Regions from separate parts of the Mus musculus genome. Here region 2 is linked to region 1. A link is a contact called in public HiChIP or PLAC-seq data. All regions are on one chromosome and are shown on one strand. The core of a region is the stretch at or near the end of the contact, and the rest is flanking DNA. Distances in the headings are between cores, read along the strand shown. Region 1 has its middle 16 kb from the start of Asphd2. Region 2 has its middle 6.9 kb from the start of Gm22740.

The links. HiChIP or PLAC-seq counts read pairs in DNA pulled down with a chosen protein or histone mark.
Region 2: an H3K4me3 HiChIP or PLAC-seq map of forebrain shows a contact between it and region 1, with 7 times the contacts expected there. The contact joins two enhancer-like sites. A contact is called at or near these places in 2 of 39 promoter capture datasets (cranial neural crest and second pharyngeal arch cranial neural crest), 2 of 15 datasets of contacts at CTCF or cohesin (embryonic stem cells and large pre-B cells), 5 of 484 Hi-C or Micro-C datasets (3T3-L1-derived adipocytes, the CH12 cell line, adipose-derived mesenchymal stem cells and 2 more) and 6 of 115 datasets of contacts at active chromatin or transcription factors (embryonic basal ganglia, embryonic forebrain, embryonic midbrain and 3 more).

What each region holds. Positions count from the first base shown.
Region 1 is chr5:112,406,951-112,414,918 of GRCm38.p6, forward strand. No RefSeq gene overlaps it. Among named protein-coding and RNA genes, the nearest start is that of Asphd2, 16 kb to the left of the region's middle. Within about 2 kb of position 4,726, at least 62 of the 459 cell types and tissues checked have an H3K27ac peak or open chromatin away from gene starts, as enhancers often do. A contact at or near this core is called in forebrain, where this site is marked.
Region 2 is chr5:113,047,098-113,055,065 of GRCm38.p6, forward strand. No RefSeq gene overlaps it. Among named protein-coding and RNA genes, the nearest start is that of Gm22740, 6.9 kb to the left of the region's middle. Within about 2 kb of position 2,969, at least 20 of the 459 cell types and tissues checked have an H3K27ac peak or open chromatin away from gene starts, as enhancers often do. A contact at or near this core is called in forebrain, where this site is marked.

The DNA of each region.
Region 1 (7,968 bases), core at 3,476-5,975:
AAACACACCACACATACATACACACAGCATACACATGTATACACACATCACACATACCACATATGTGCACATACATACATATACCACACATACATATATGCATACACCACACATGAATACACATACATACATACACACCGCATACACATGTACACACATAACATATATCACACACATGCACATACATAGACCACACATACATACATACATACATACATGCACCACACATGAATACAAACACATACCACACACATACACAGCACATACATACACACACATGCATACATACATCACACATACCACACACACACACACAGACACACACAAACACACCAACTGCACATTTGAGTGACATGTTGGTTTGGACAGTTATACAGGTATAGAGATAGGCTGAGAAGGGAAGGGGGTGATAATGGAATGGGGCACATAGAAAGAACTCATGGGATCAGGAAGGGACTATGAGAAACCATGGAACTACCGAGAAGCCCTGAGAATGCAAACCAAGCATCCCAATCGGACCTGGGCAGGGAGTATGGGAGCCAGCCTCTGGCAGGATCGGTGGGCAAGTGAATTCAGAAAGTTGGGGGAGGAGTGAGTCAATGGACGGATGAGTGGTGGCCTCAGAGGACTCAGAGTCGTTGGGCCCCTCCTTAGTGACACTTGTTAGAGGGGAACTTCTCAACTTCTCAACCTTCAACAGACCAGTGATGCTCTGGGATCCTTCTGTGCCCTGTGTCACTATGACAACGGTATCCAAAGCAGCCGGCTTAAAGGAGGAGGGGCTTAGCTTGGCTCACAGTTTTTGGCTCTACCATGGGTGAAGCAGAGCAGTGTGTCTGAAGGGCAAAGGGAAGCTCTGATGCTCACCTCAAGATGAGGAAGAGCAACAGTGGGGAGGGGAGGATGGAGGAGAGGCAGAAGGACTGGGGCAAGAGTTACCCTTCTAGGACACACATATCCCCAGCCACCAAAGTCCTCCTGATTTCTATCACTTCCAATAATGCTATCAAATTACCGAGGAAGAGGAGGAGAAGGAGGAGGAGGAGGAGGAGGAGGAGGAGGAGGAGGAGGAGGAGGAGGAGGAGGAGGAGGAGGAGGACAAAGTCCTCAGGATCCAATCTCGTCTCAGTGACAGGACCTACCCACTGAAGTCAAGCACATGAGCCTTTGAAGGGACACTTGGCATCCGAGCCCTACAGCTCAGCTTGCCTGGGCTCCCCACACTACCCATCAGCAGACTTGCATGCTGATCCTACAAGCTTGCTGCCCATGATCTAGTTACATTCTGTGGCTGAGACGAAGAACTCTCTGATAAAAAGCAGCTTGGAGAGGAAAGGGTTGATTCGGCTTCTACATCATCCCTGGTCATTGTCATTCCCAGAGGAAAGAATTCAAGGAGGAGGCTGGGGGGATGAGGGTGTTGGTGGTGTGGGCTTGACTTTAGTCCCTGTACTTGGGAGGGCAGAGTCAGACAGATCTCTCTGAGCTGGAGGGCAGCCTGGTCTACACAGAGAGGTCAGCCAGGGCTACATAGTGAGACCCTGTCTACAACAAATGAACCCCAGCAGGAATCTGGAAGCAGAGACCATGGAGGAACAGTGTTTACTGGCTTGCTCAGCCTGGCTTCTTAAATGCCCAGGGGTGACCCACTCACAATGGGCTGGGTTAGTAATCAAGAAACTTCCCACGAACTTGCCCCTGGGTCAGTCTGCTGGAGACATTTTCTCAACCGAAGTCCATGCCAGACAACTCTCGCTTGTGTCAAGTTGACCAAAACCAACCAGCATAGGTAGACCTTGAACCTCCAAGGCAAAGCTGGGACCCCTAAGCTGTGGCTCATATGGCCAGTGCAAAGGTCTTGGGGGTCATACTGGGGACTTCCTGGATTATCACACTGAGGTCAAAACAGTCACACGAGGAGCCTTCTCGAAGCTGCTCAGGGTGAAGTATGAGCAGAAGAGTTACCCGCACCATGGCTGTCCCTTGTCACTATGCCCAGGTCTCCCAAAACATGACACAATGCCCAATTTGCTCATGTGCTAAGATACTGCCATCTTTAGTTCACCAGTGTTAATTAGCTAATGTGTCTATGCGTGGATCTACTCAGCCGTGCTGGCTGTGCCGCTATTAACACATTTAACTCAGTGACCAGTCAGCAGCCATAGCTGGGCCCTAAGCAAATGGCTTGGAATGGGGGACCATAGCAGAGCAGCCCTGACAGCAGCTGGTCAGAAGCATGTCTCCCATCCTCCACTTCCCAGAAGACTCAGTGTAGGAAGGAGGAATTTTCCTATTATTTCGTAATCGTCTCCTTAGATTCTCTTGCTTTCTTTTTCTCCCCCACGACCATCAGCTGTCCCTACAGGCACTTGTTTAGCTGGTGTCCGAGAAGTGTGTGCTCACAGTCAGCGTTTCAATGGCTCGGAGGAGTGGGCTTGGCAGGGAGGGTGACACACTTGCCTCTGCATGCTGACAAGACAGATGGCCCAGATGCACCAGACTTGCAGACAAGCTTGAGGCTCTAGGCCCATCTCTGATAACAAAGCATTGGTGAGAGAGTCAAGCTGGGACCCGAGCTTGCCTGGAGCATCTTGCAGGGCAGGGACAGTGCAGAGGGTGAAGCATGGTAGATGATTGGTGTTGCCATGGCAATAGGATGGTTGATGGTGGTGGTACTGATGTGAACATACAGTGAACATAGAATAAACATACAGTGAACATAGACTGAACATACAGTGAACATAGACTGAACATACAGGGAACAAAGACTGAACATACAGGGAACATAGACTGAACATACAGGGAACATAGACTGAACATACAGGGAACAAAGACTGAACATACAGGGAACATAGACTGAACATACAGTGAATACAGTTGTTGGAAGAGGCTATGATTTGAACTCATGCTGAAGTCTGGTCCCTGTCATTAGGCTCTGAATGATACAAGAAATCCAACTAAGCATTCGGGGTGTGGTCTCAGGTGATTAGGACAGGCCAGGGTCATGAGGGTGAGCCTGTATGACTGATTTCTGGTGGCTTTAGAGGAAGAAGGAGAGAGACCAGACACACACGAACTTGCTGCTGTCTCTTGCCACACGATATTCTGTGACATCTTGGGATGGAGGCAGCATGAAGGCCATTAGTAGATCAGGATCTCAACCTCTGTGCCTCCAGGACTGTGTCCTAAATAAAAACAGAGTACTTGAAACCATCTCACTCTGTAGCCTAGGCTAGGCTGGAACCCTGTAACCCAGGCTGGCCCCAGCCCTTATAAAGAAGCACGCCGTGAGCCTGTTGTCATGGCAGTGGATGGAGACAGTGAGAGAGTGAATGAAGGGCTGAAGAAGGGACAGAGTTATTCTCAGTTTTCTCTCTTGGGCAGCTGGAGGGACGGATGTGATGGCACACATTTGAAACAGGGAAGCAGTGTGCCATTGTGTGTGCACCTATGAGCATGTAGAGGTCAGAAAACAACTTTGGTGTCTTTCCTCAGATGCCTTCCATCTCTCTCTCTCTCTCTCTCTCTCTCTCTCTCTCTCTCTCTCTCTCGAGACAGGGTTTCTCTGTATAGCTCTGGCTGTCCTGGAACTCACTTTGTAGACCAGGCTGGCCTCGAACTCAGAAATCCGCCTACCTCTGCCTCCGAGTGCTGGGATTAAAGGCGTGTGCCTGTTTCTTGAAACAGTGTATCCTATGGGCAGACTGGCGGAGATCTTCAGCCATCCTCCTATCTTCCACCCCAGTGCTAGGATTTCAAATGGATGCCACCAAGCCTGCCTTTTTGCTGGGGACTGAAGTCAGGTCCTCATGCATCCGTCCATAGCATCCATGCACGGTACACATGCATGGCCCACAAAGGTATCCAAGCCCAAGAAAAGCAACCAGCTGCCAAGCTTGGACTTCATAAAAGGAAAAAGAAAAGATGGAAAAATTCACTTTGTCTAGCTACTTTGTTTTGAGTCAGGGTCTCACGTAGTCTGAGCTAACCTCATGTCCGGATCCACCTACCTCTGCCCCACAAGCAAGGCCTTACAGTCTGTGCTGCCATGCCTAGCTTTGGTCTGTATCTTTGCTCTAAGAACTTTTTAAAGATGACTTGTCTTTAGCTGTCTTTTTAAAATCCCTTCCTGTGCTGCGCCAGCCCGGCATCTGTTTGTAGAAACCCTTGCCTTTCATTTTGCATTCCCGTCTCAGATAGCGGATTTTGAGAACAGAAATATAATCATCTCTGTGCGAACAGCCCTCTCTCAGCCTGGGGAGGAGAGAGATCAGCAGCAGAGGACTCTGTGTTGGCGTCCTGACCGCAGGCATCATTGTGACCTGTGCTGCCTTGTCACAACATGAGCCTTATAAACAGCAGACAGGACCCTAACTCCAGAAGCCTGTGCATCCCAGATACACCCTCTCTGCGTCTCCCGGGAGGGAGCTTCTTTTGAAAAGGAAGCAATCCAGTTAGGATGTTGGAATCTAGAAAGTATACCAGGGTCAGACAGGATGTTGGGCGCTGGAAATGCTCTCGAGTTTTTTTAAGGGCTTCCTAATGTGCCCCCACCCTCACCCCCCTACCCTTCAGCCCCTGTCCCCAGTGCAAACCTGAGCTACTGTTTCTTTTTCCAAATGAGGGCTTAGAAATGTGCTGCAGGGGTAGTTTGGGGCATCTCAATTTGCAATTCCCAGTAGCTCTCCCAGCCCGAGTGCTTTTTTTGGTTTCCATGGAAACCAGCAGTGTTTTGAAGAGGCGGTGGCAGGTTCGGCGCATAGGGTGCCACCCGGGAATGCCTGTCAGTCTGTTGGTTAAAGTAGACGGTGAGAGGACTGTGCTTTGGGGTTTCCTCTGACCATGTCAGTTTGACCTTCTCGAGGAAGAGAAGCAGAGTGGGATGAGCTCCACCCCCACTCCAGCCTCTGGGGCCTGGGAGCCGTCATTAAGTCACTGTTGCAAATGTCTTCGCCTTTGAAGCCACCAGTGGAGCAGGTGTGGTGACTGACACCTGTGTTGTTCCCGTGATTGTCGAGCTGGCTAGGTGGGGCGACTTCATAACTGGCTGGCATTGCCTGGCTCGGAAAATTTATTTCTGGTGGGACATATTCTTAGCAGCCCCAGGTATTGGTTCTCAGCAAATTTCAGGCAGGACTGATTGCTCTAGGAGTTTGTGGGTTTCGCATATTTGCATGTGTGGGGGAGGACAATGCCCGTCTTTTCTCAGCTCTGGAATTCTGCGGGGGAACCTCCTGGTCAATCCACAGCCATGTGATCTCCCTTTAAATGTCCAAGAATGTGGGGGCCATGACTGCTGCAGCCGCACAGGACGATCTCTGCCTCTATCTAATTCCCAGAGGCCATTGGGAAGACCACATCTCGGCATTCCTCCCTCAGAGCTCCCCCACCCAATCCCTGCCACTTTTTTTCCTTAGTAAAACTACATTTGCTCTTCTTGCCCTGATTCTTCTTGGGTGAGAGACAAGGGCAGGCTAAGTCATCGGCTTGAGGTGTTTCTGGGGGCTGTTGATTACCCCCAGGTAAACCTACTGAGAGAGCTAAGACTCCATCACCCTCAAAGAACCCACATCAGCTACAGAGACAGGGCACGGCGGCACTCCCTACTTCTTTCTAGTTACATGAGAGTGAGCAAAAGGCACGGTGAGGGAAGGGCAGACATCAAAGGGCACGCAGCAGTGTATCACAGATATGGCAGGAAAAGATGTCGGATCTGGGCACTAAGAAAGGGTACTTCCTGCCTTCCGGACTGGTCCTGCATTGAAAACTCATTGCAGTCACCACATGGCTTTTTTTTTTTTCATACTTACTACACAGTTCAGGTTGGCCCAGACTTGCGATCCCCCAGCCTCAGCTTCCCAGGAGCTGGTATTGCAGGCTTGTACCACCCAACTTGGCCAGAATGTGACATTTAGAATGCCTATCTATTTCACACATAATAAAGCATAGGAAAAAACACCTGGACTCACACACAGGGCTGACGGCCCTGTTGGAGTAGGTGTGGCCTTGTTGAAGAAGGCGTGGTCTTGTTGGAGTGGGTGTGGCCTTGTTGGAGTAGGTGTGTCACTGTGGGCGTGGGCTTTAAGACTTTCATCCTAGCTGCCTGGAAATCAGTCTTCTAGCAGCCTTCAGATGAAGATGTAGAACTCTCAGCTCCTCCTGCACAGTGCCTGCCTGGATGCTGTCATGTTCCTGCCTTGATGATAATGGACTGAACTTCTGAACCTGTACACCAGCCCCAATTAAATGTCATCCTTATAAGAGTTGCCTTGGTCATGGTATCTGTTCACAGCAGTAAAACCTTAACTGAGACAATAGGCTTGATCCTCTTAAGAGGTGTTCATATGCACCAGAAAGGTGTCCATAGGTTGCAGAGCAGTGAGTGGATCTCAAGAAGGCCATAGGGCCTGCTGCAGGACTAGTGAGTCAGCTGGCTCAGTGAGCAAAGATGCCTGCTGCCAAGTCCTAGGACTGGAGTTCAGTTCTGGAACCTGTCAAGTGTGAGGCAAGAACAAACTGTTGCAAATTGTCCTATGACCTTCTCTCTCTCTCTCTCTCTCTCTCTCTCTCTCTCACACACACACACACACATAGAGACACAGACATGGATACACAGACACACACACACATAGACACAGATACACAGAGATACACACAGACAAACAGACATAGACACACATACAGCTACAGACACAGACACACAGAGATATACATACAGATAGACACACTGACACACACACAGACACACACCCTGACATACACAAACACACACACACACTGACTAAATAAATGTGTAACTATAATTACAAACCCACCCCTAACGTCACAGCCAGCTAAAGTTGAAGTTCATATTAAACTTTGTTATTAAAAAGTTGTAAATACAGGAGGACGGGAAGGCAGCGACCAGAATGTAAGGCGAACAAATAAATAAATTAATGGAAAAAAGTTGCAAATAAAAGCAACCACACACTGATATTAACTAGATGTAAAGACCATGCAATTCCATAAAGCCCTATCCTGTTAGAATTTGCATTTGGGGCAGACACTGGAGATTTTATGCTCTCACTATAGAACGAGAATATAGAACAACTATAGAAAAAGTCACCACAAAAATGAAAAACTCACAATGCATATAGAACTAGAAAAACAATCATCCCCGCATCTCCTCTCATGAGTCTTGTTCGTTGCCTGTGTTCAGCCTGTTCTCCCCTTCCCCCTCCCCAAATATTCAGCCTTTCTTTCTTTGGGGGAAGGGGGGTTTCAAGACAGTGTTTCTCCATGTAGTCCTGGCTGGCCTGGAACTCACTCTACCTGTTATTGAGCAGGCTGGCCTCAAACTCAGAGATCTGCCTGCCTCTGCCTCCCAAGTGCTGGGGTCCCAGGTGTGTGCCACCACCACTGTCCAGCTGTGTTTTGTCTTCATGGTATACTGTACCTACGTGTACATTGGTTTGCATAGATACATATGTTATTTCTAGATTCCACAGGTGAGTGGTTTATCTCTTTCTGCTATTATGTGACCTCACTTAACAATAAATATTCTAAGCCAAACCATTTTTTTTCCTGCAGATTTTGAGATTTCATTTTTTTAGAGCTGACTACTATTCCAGTCTGTGCCTATACACCAAAATTTCATTATCCATCCACTTGGTGACAACTTGGTTGATTCTACTTCTTTGTTTTAGTGAGCAGCAATAAATATGGCATTCAAATATCTCTGCGAAGGGTATAGAGTTCTCTGGGTATACATACACCCAGGAGTGGTAGCTGGGTCATGTCATAATTCTATTTTTATTTTTTTATTAACCCCGAGTGAATTCCAAAATGTCTTTATTAATTCACATTCCCACCCACAGTGAATAGGGTTCCTTTCTCTCTGATTCCTTTCTGACATTCGTTATAGTTTTTTTTTTTTTTTTTTTTTTTTTTTTTTTGGTGATAGACATGCCAGTGAGCTGAGGCATGTGG
Region 2 (7,968 bases), core at 1,719-4,218, 640 kb after region 1:
TCATCTCTAGAAAGGAACATCAGAGCATGCAGGAAGTCTCTAAAACAGAGCAGACACTATGGTGGAATGTGGCTCAGCTCTAAGACTTTCACTTCTGGGATTGTCTCCATTCTACACAGCACAGGGGATGGAGGCATCTACCCTTCCACACTAAATGTAGTCCTGTGACCTTCTCAGGCCAAAAGGAGGCAGAAGTGACCATTTGCCAGTCCTGAGCCTAATCCAAAAGAGAGTTGGCATATTTCTGCTCATCCACCATCAGCGGGAGAAAAATATGTCCAGGATAGCCCATTTGCTCTCTGAGAAGATCCAAGACATGGAGTAGATACCTAGCAGAGGCCAGCCTGGCCCTGCCCACTCCCAGGAGATACAGGAACACAAGCATGAATTATCCTGTGGTACTGGAGTATAGATAATACAGCATTGCTGTAGTTACTCTTCAGGGACCCAATATACAATCTCAGCAAACAACCCTGCCTGAATTAATGTCCACCACGCTCCACAGCTGTGTACTCCTGGAAAATTGCTACATGTCTGTGGGCCTCTGTGGCCTCATCTGTAAACTTGTAACAACCATGTCAGCTCCCTTAATGGGTGTTACATAGTGTTTAAAACCACACCTAGAGCAGGCTGAGTGAACCTGTACATGCTTGTAAGTCCTGCCCTTGGGAAACTGAAGCAGGAGGATTGTGGCCTGGCCATATAATAAGACTTGTCTAAGTGGTGGTGATGGGGGGGGGGGGGATGATGGAAAGTGGGGGATGAGAAGAAGGAAAGGAGAGAGAGAGAGAGGAAGAAGGAGAAAGGGGGAAGATTTGAGTCTCTGGCTCACGGTGCCTGCTGTAGCTCCTAGTTTGTGTCCTGGCAGGCCCTAAAGATCTCCACATTCCATATTCACTGACAACTCACCTGTCTCGATCTGAACCCAGAGCCCCACTCAAACACAGCCTGTGAGCAACCCTCCACGGCAGGCCCTGTCTCTGCTCCTAGTGTCTCTGCTCCAGTCCTCTATCTCCCTGGGCTACACAGTGGCTGGTTACATAACTCTCCAACAGCCACACTGGGCTCAGTGTTGGTTCTCCAGTCATGGCTCGGTGACTTTAGAAAATGACTAGACATCTCTGTGCACTTTTTCCTTAGTTGTAAGTGGGGATCCAAAAGGCTCAGCGCATCAAATGATCCTATTAACATGCCACCACCGCCACCACCACCGCCACCACCACTACCCAACAGTGCCAGGTAAAGGTGTAAAAACACTGCCTTCAGCAGATGTCATGCCACTGCCAGGTTTGTCCCTTCATGTCATGTCTCAGGCTGGTTCTAGGATGCTGGAAGATATAAGGAGGCTGCCAGGCTCTTTGGACACAATATTGCTGGCCAGGCTCATGGACAGATACAGTGTTTCCATAGAAGTTCACTACACACACACACACTCTGCACAGTCATCTCAGAGGACTTATAGTGCAACCCTAGCTGGATGCTGTGGTCCTTCTTATCTACCTGATCCAGTGAACAACTTCAGGGTAAACCTGTCCAAAATGTTTGTATTCACTATCTTTCTGTTGCTGTGGTAAGATACCATGACCATGGCACTTAGAGACAAAAAGTTTCTCTGGACTTATGATTGCAGAGGGATGAGACCATCTTAGCAGGGAAACATGGCAGCAAACAGCAGAGCAGGCAGCCAAGAACTCACATGCTTAACTCCAACCAGAAAACAAGGAGAGGCAACGAGAAGTAGAGCAAGGTCTTTTAAACTCTTAAAGCCAATCCACAGTGACATACTTCCCCCCAAAGCCCACCCCCTCCCAATGACGTACCCCCCCCACCAAAGCCCACCTCCCAATGAAGCTCTTCTTCCAAAGCCCAGGCCCCAGTGATTTACCTCCTCCAACGCCTAAGTCCCCTTACCCAGTGATGTACTTCACTATCAAGGCCAGGCCACCCAAAGCTCGAGGAACAGTGCTAACTGGGAACCAGCTCTTCAAATGGCCAGGATTGGGGGCGGAGTGGGGGTGCATTTCATTCAAGCCACCTCAATGTTCAGTATGGATGTGACACTTTCCAGGTGGTTTTGACCCAACTGTAGCTGATTAAGAGGGTATGGGGTCTTAGATACAGGACGCCCCATGGGCTCTGATGATATCTGTGCTCCACTGGAGCTGAGAAACTGGGCTTCTCCCTCAGGAGAGGTGTCCTGGCTCCAAATGTCATCATATGTGCTTGACTCTTTTACAACAACACATTTCTTAAATAAAGACTCGAGATCATAGGGATGATCTTCCATAGCTTAGCCATCTATGGTTCCATCAATAGGGGCCACAGAGCCACCAGGCTGAGGCTCAGAGGCTCCTGGGCTGAAGTGAATATAGTTCAAAGACTATGCAGACCCTACCCAGATGCTCTTCTCCCCAGGTGGTCCCCATTCCAGGTGGTTCCCCACCCCAGGTACTCCCTATTCCCAGATGCTCCCACCATAGGTACTTCCTTCCACCCAAAAGTGCTCCCCATTTTAAAGTTCCTACTTGGAGTGCTCCCCACTGTAAAGTTCCCTACCTGGAGTGCTCCCCGATGAGATGGCCTCACCTCAAGTACTCCCTACCTTAGGTGCTCCCCAACCCTATGTGATCCCTGGACCCTGGGATATTGAGGTACCCGCTTGCTTTGTCATCCCCAGAACCCGTACCCCCAAGGACACTGTCCCCTTTTGTGTATTTTGAAATGTGCTTCTCTACTCCCAGCACAGTCTGTAGCAGTAAACAGCATTGGGGTGGGAATTCCTCAAAAGAATTGCAAACCACAGACTCAGTCAGGTGCTCCAACTCCCTCAGTGGGTCAGGTGATGGGGTCCAGGGGGTTGTTTCCTCTCCCTCCTTCCCCATCTTTTATTCCAAGCTTGTTTTGATCCTGTGGTTGCTAAGATACCAGCACTTGGTGGCAGTTTCTGAGAGGCCATGTGGTCCAGTTTGTATGTGCTCCACTCCCTGCAAAAACACAGTAGGGGGCCAAGCTTGGGGTTCAGGCCAGGGCACAGTGGGGACTATGGAATGAGACTGGCAGGTCCCTGAGTGCTGTGATGCTGAGCCCACCAGCAGAGTCTACCCAGTCAGAGTCTACAAGTCTCCCAGCCCTTCTGAGCCTGTCTCCTTCCTCCAAGACACCCACAACACATGCCCAAGGAGTGCAATCTCAAAGAAAGCTGTGTGGATTGGAACATCATATAGTTTCCCATACATCACATCTGAGCCTGGTTTTGTGTGACAGTTACACACACACACACACACACACACACACACATTTCTCTGAACCAGCAAAACTGGTTACAACAGAACACAGTATCTGTGGGAACTCTGTAAACAAAATATCTCAAGCAGAAAGCAGAATAATACACTCTGACTCATCAGCGCATGTAAAAGAGAGGACCACAGAGCATCCTCACATAGGAAGCTCTCTCACCTCCCACACAAGCCCTCAGAGGTCTCACCCTGCACCCTAGTGTCCCAGACACAGGGTGAAGTCTGTTCACATTTCTCACACAGTGGAGGCCAGCCTCGACATCCCATAGCATCCACATGCACTGTCCTCAAGGCCGTGGCACCAGGGGACACCTCACTCTGAATTTGTCCAGAGCTCACCAGTGCATTCCCTGGAAAAGGTGGACGTCTCCGTCCCCCTGGCACCTTCCCAGAGCTGTGTGTGTGTGTGTGTGTGTGTGTGTGTGTGTGTGTGTGTGTGTGTTGCTTTTCTTCTCTGTTGTTTTCTAACAACTTCCTGTATAAATCAAGGCTGAACTCCAGTTCTTTTCATTAAAAACAACCGATGCTGTGGAAACAGTTGAGAGGCCAAATGGGCTGTCCGTGCTACTTCACAGATGCTCCCTGGCTGACAAAGATGCCTGCTCTTCCTCCACAGCCCAGTTCCCACAGTACCCGGTCCATGGCCAAAAGTCTGTGGAGAGAGTCCAAATGAGTAGATGAAAACACAGAAGTAAGTTAGGGGTTAGATGCAGGTGTGGAAGCACATGTGTGTGTGAACAGCCACTTGAGGATGGTGTGTGTGTGTGTGTGTGTGTGTGTGTGTGTGTATACAGCCACATATGAATGGTGTGTGCACATGAATAGCCATATGTAAATGGATGTACATGTGAGCAGCTACATGTGGATGGTGTGTGTGTGTGTTTGTGAGTGTGTATATGTGTGTGAGGAGCCACATGTACATGGTGTGTGCATGTGAGCAGCCATATGTGGATGGTGTGTGTGTGTGTGTGTGTGTGCATGTGTGTGTGCAGCCACATGTGGATGGTGTGTGTGTGTGTGTGTGTATGTGTGTGTGCATGTGTGTGTGCAGCCACATGTGGATGGTGTGTGTGTGTGTGTGTGTGTGTGTGTGCATGTGTGTGTGCAGCCACGTGTGGATGGGTGTGTGCATGTGAACAACCATATGTGGATGTGTGTGTGTGTGTGTGTGTGTGTGTGTGTATGTGTGTGTGTGTGTGTGTATGAGCACCCATGTACCCATGTGTGGACGGGTATGTGTGTGAACAGCCATGTGTGAATGGTGTGTGAAAGAGCTCTACAGAGTTCCTTCTCTTTTTCTCTTTTTACTCTCTCCTTTTGTTTACTCTTTGGGGACTAAACAAACTGGGAACTGGGTCTGGCATCTGCCTTCACTGAGACTTCACTTCAGTAAGGAGAAGGACACGGTCCAAGGAATTAGCCAAAAAGCTACAAAACCACCTGTGTAGGTTTAGAAAGATGGCCCAATGGTTAAGGGCACCAGCTGCTCCTGTAGAGGACCTGGTGTCTGGTCCCAGTACCCACATGGTAGCTTACAACTATCTATAACTCCAGGTCCGGGGAGCGGGGGACGGGGACTGATGCTCTCTTCTGGTCTCTGGGGGCATCAGGCATGCAAAGGCTCACAAGCATACATGAAGAACAAGAATACACATAAAATAATGAAATAATGAGACAGCGTTTTTTTAAAAACCTGGGACCATTGTGCCAGGCCACCGACATCTCTACAAGAAACCTCCAAAAGCTCTGATCCTCACTCTCCATCCCCTCCACCCAATGTCCAGCCAGAGAGGCTGAGATGCAACGTGGGGCAGAGGCTGCAAAGAACCCACGGGCAGCTGGGGAAATGAGCAATCTTCCATCTCTCACTCTGTGGCTCCTGTGTCAGGTGTGAGGCATCCACCGTTGTGTGGAAGCAAATAAGCCAGGTGCTGATGGCTTCTCCAGTGCCTGATGGGAGCCTGCGGGAGTGGCAAAGGCCGCTGCTAAGTGGAACAGACTTCAAATAAAAGCCATTGGCTCCTGGTGGATCTGTCTTTCACACCATGAGCGCATGTGCAAGTGAGACGGTGGGAAGGTAGAGAAACCGAGAGGAGACACAGCGGTCCTAGGACCCCATCCAGCCAAGGTGGAGTGAGTTCCCTGGGGTACAAGTGAAGGCACACCCCACTGTGAGCCCCCAATGATTCCTTCCTACCAAGAATATCTGCACTTGAAATCTGGGGGTAAGGAGGTAAGGAGGGGACGCCTTCACACGTTTGCTCGGCTATGAGCTGTCACATACCTGCTCTGTCTCAGGGGCTGTGTGACACACTGGGGACCCTGGGGTGAGCTAACCAGGGTTCTGTCCAGGTGAAGCTCAAAGTCCAATAGGGAAGCCTGCTATGGGCCAACACAGTTGCGGGGGGAGGGGCTGATGAGCTGATGGTGGGGGTCTGGTGAGGGTAGATGAATCAGGGTCGATGTGGGCAGATAGAAAGCCCCTATCTGGAGCTGGAGGAAGGAAAGACAGAGGGGCGGGGAAGATGGCTGAGCGAGGGATGCCAGAACGTCTGACTTCCAAGAGAAACATTTTTGAAGGATGTTAACATGTCACTAGCCAACCCAAGAGCTAAGAATGTCACCAAATATCACCTGAGGCCTGCAGCAGAGCTACCCTGATCTATGTTCTGAAGGAGAACTGGAGGAAAAAGGCTGTCTGTGTACTGGCTGGTTTTGTGTCAACTAGACACAAGCTAGAGTCATCAGAGAGGAGGAAGCATCAGTTGAGAAAACGCCTCCATGGGATCAGACTGTAGGCAAACGTGGGATATTTTCGATGGGGGAGGGCCCAGCCCATTGTGGGCAGAGCCATCTTTGAGCTAGCTGGTGGTTCTGGGTTCTCTAAGAAAGCAGGCTAAGCAAGCCACAGGGAGCAAGCCAATAAGCAGCATCCCTCCATGGCCTCTGCATCAGCTCCTGCGTCCAGGTTCCTGCCCTGCTTGAGTTCCTGTCTTGGCTTCCTTCAGTGATGAACAGCAATGGGGAAGTGTAAGCCAAATAAACCCTTTCCTCCCTAAGTTCGAGGTGTTTATCATAGCAATAGAAAGTCTACCAAGGCTAGGTGGCTGATCAGAAATGTAGCAACATGGGCAGGTTGAAATGTTGCCAAGTCCAGGGCCAAATGATCTTGGGGTATCTTTGGCCCTTTGATATATATTGACTTTTTCCGTGCCTGATCCAGCTGCTTTTGCAACCATTAGGTACTTCCTTTGTAATGTATGAACACACCCCTAGTGTCCACCAACCAACAGGCTGAGAAAGCTATCGGACAGCACCTGGGATGTAGCTGTGATGTCTCTGCGTTACTGTAACCCTCTTACCTGATGCCACCTCTAGTGTTTTAAAAGTGCCTTGATTTGTGACTTTCTTTTGTTCCGTGACTACAAAATTTCATGGAACACTTGCCATGTGGGAATGTGGTATTTAGGATGGCGCCAGTGTGTTCCCAGCCACACAACAAATCCTTTTACACAATGTTTTCATATTTTAAATGCTTGGGGGCTGGGAGGGCCTAAGAAAGATCCGGGTTTTTTGGTTTTTTTCGAGACAGGGTTTCTCTGTGTAGCCCTGGCTGTCTTGGAAGTCACTCTGTAGACCAGGCTGGCCTCAAACTCAGAAATCCACCTGCCTCTGCCTCCCAAGAGCTGGGATTAAAGGCGTGCTCCACCACTGAAATTCAAATTTAAGATTCCTGAAGTTTCGTGGGACTTGGTCGGTGCTGTGATTTACACATGCGCAGGGTCCTTCGTGCGGAAGGCACCAGAAAGGCTCGTGGGTGCCCACGCGAGGCGGTCAGCGCAGAGACCCAAAAGAAACTGAGCGACTCCAAGCGACCTGGCCTCTATGAGGCCAAAAATAAAACAGTTTTATTTATTTTGTCTCCGTGGTGGTTTGTGTTCTTTTGTGCCGGGGATTGGAAGCATGAGACGAAATGCTGATCATTCCCTGCACTCATCTTGTATTTCCAGAGTCCTTGCGAGTGCTCCTGCGTTGGACCCCCGAGGGCTCAGCCTCCCAGCAATTCAATTGCCAGGGCGCACGCGAGGCCCTGCTCACCTCGGCGACTGACAGAATGCTGGGGATGGCACTTTGCTGACACCTCGTGGCCAGTGCGGGAAATGGCTCCCCGAAGGCTGGGAAGAGGGGCTGATAGGTCCTTGGAGGCCAGAGAGACGGTATGTGGCCTTCCAGGAAAAGTGGGGGATGAAAGAAGGGGGCGGGGTGGACAGAAAACACCCTACAGTGACCAAGGGGGCCAGGGACTAAGACTAGCCACCAAGTCCTTGAATCCAGGCCCAAGAGAACCTATGACCTGCTGGATTTCACACACCAAGTCCCTGTCCCACCCTATGGAAGCCACGCCCTATGTTCCAGAGTCTCAATGGAAGGTGGGGTTGTTTTCTGAGGATGGCCACCACTAGATAGCCTCATTGACTGGTGAGACCTTTGCCCCTTCCTCCCAAACCTGAGCATCTCCACCTGACCTGGGATGCCTCGGGAGAAAGAGGAGCTACTCAGAAAGTGTCACTCAGCTGCACCTTCCTCCTGGGGCACTGGCTCCTGGAAGCCATCGCCACGAAGTGAGGATGCCAACACCCCAAGGATCACCTCAACTTCACCTGGGAAATTC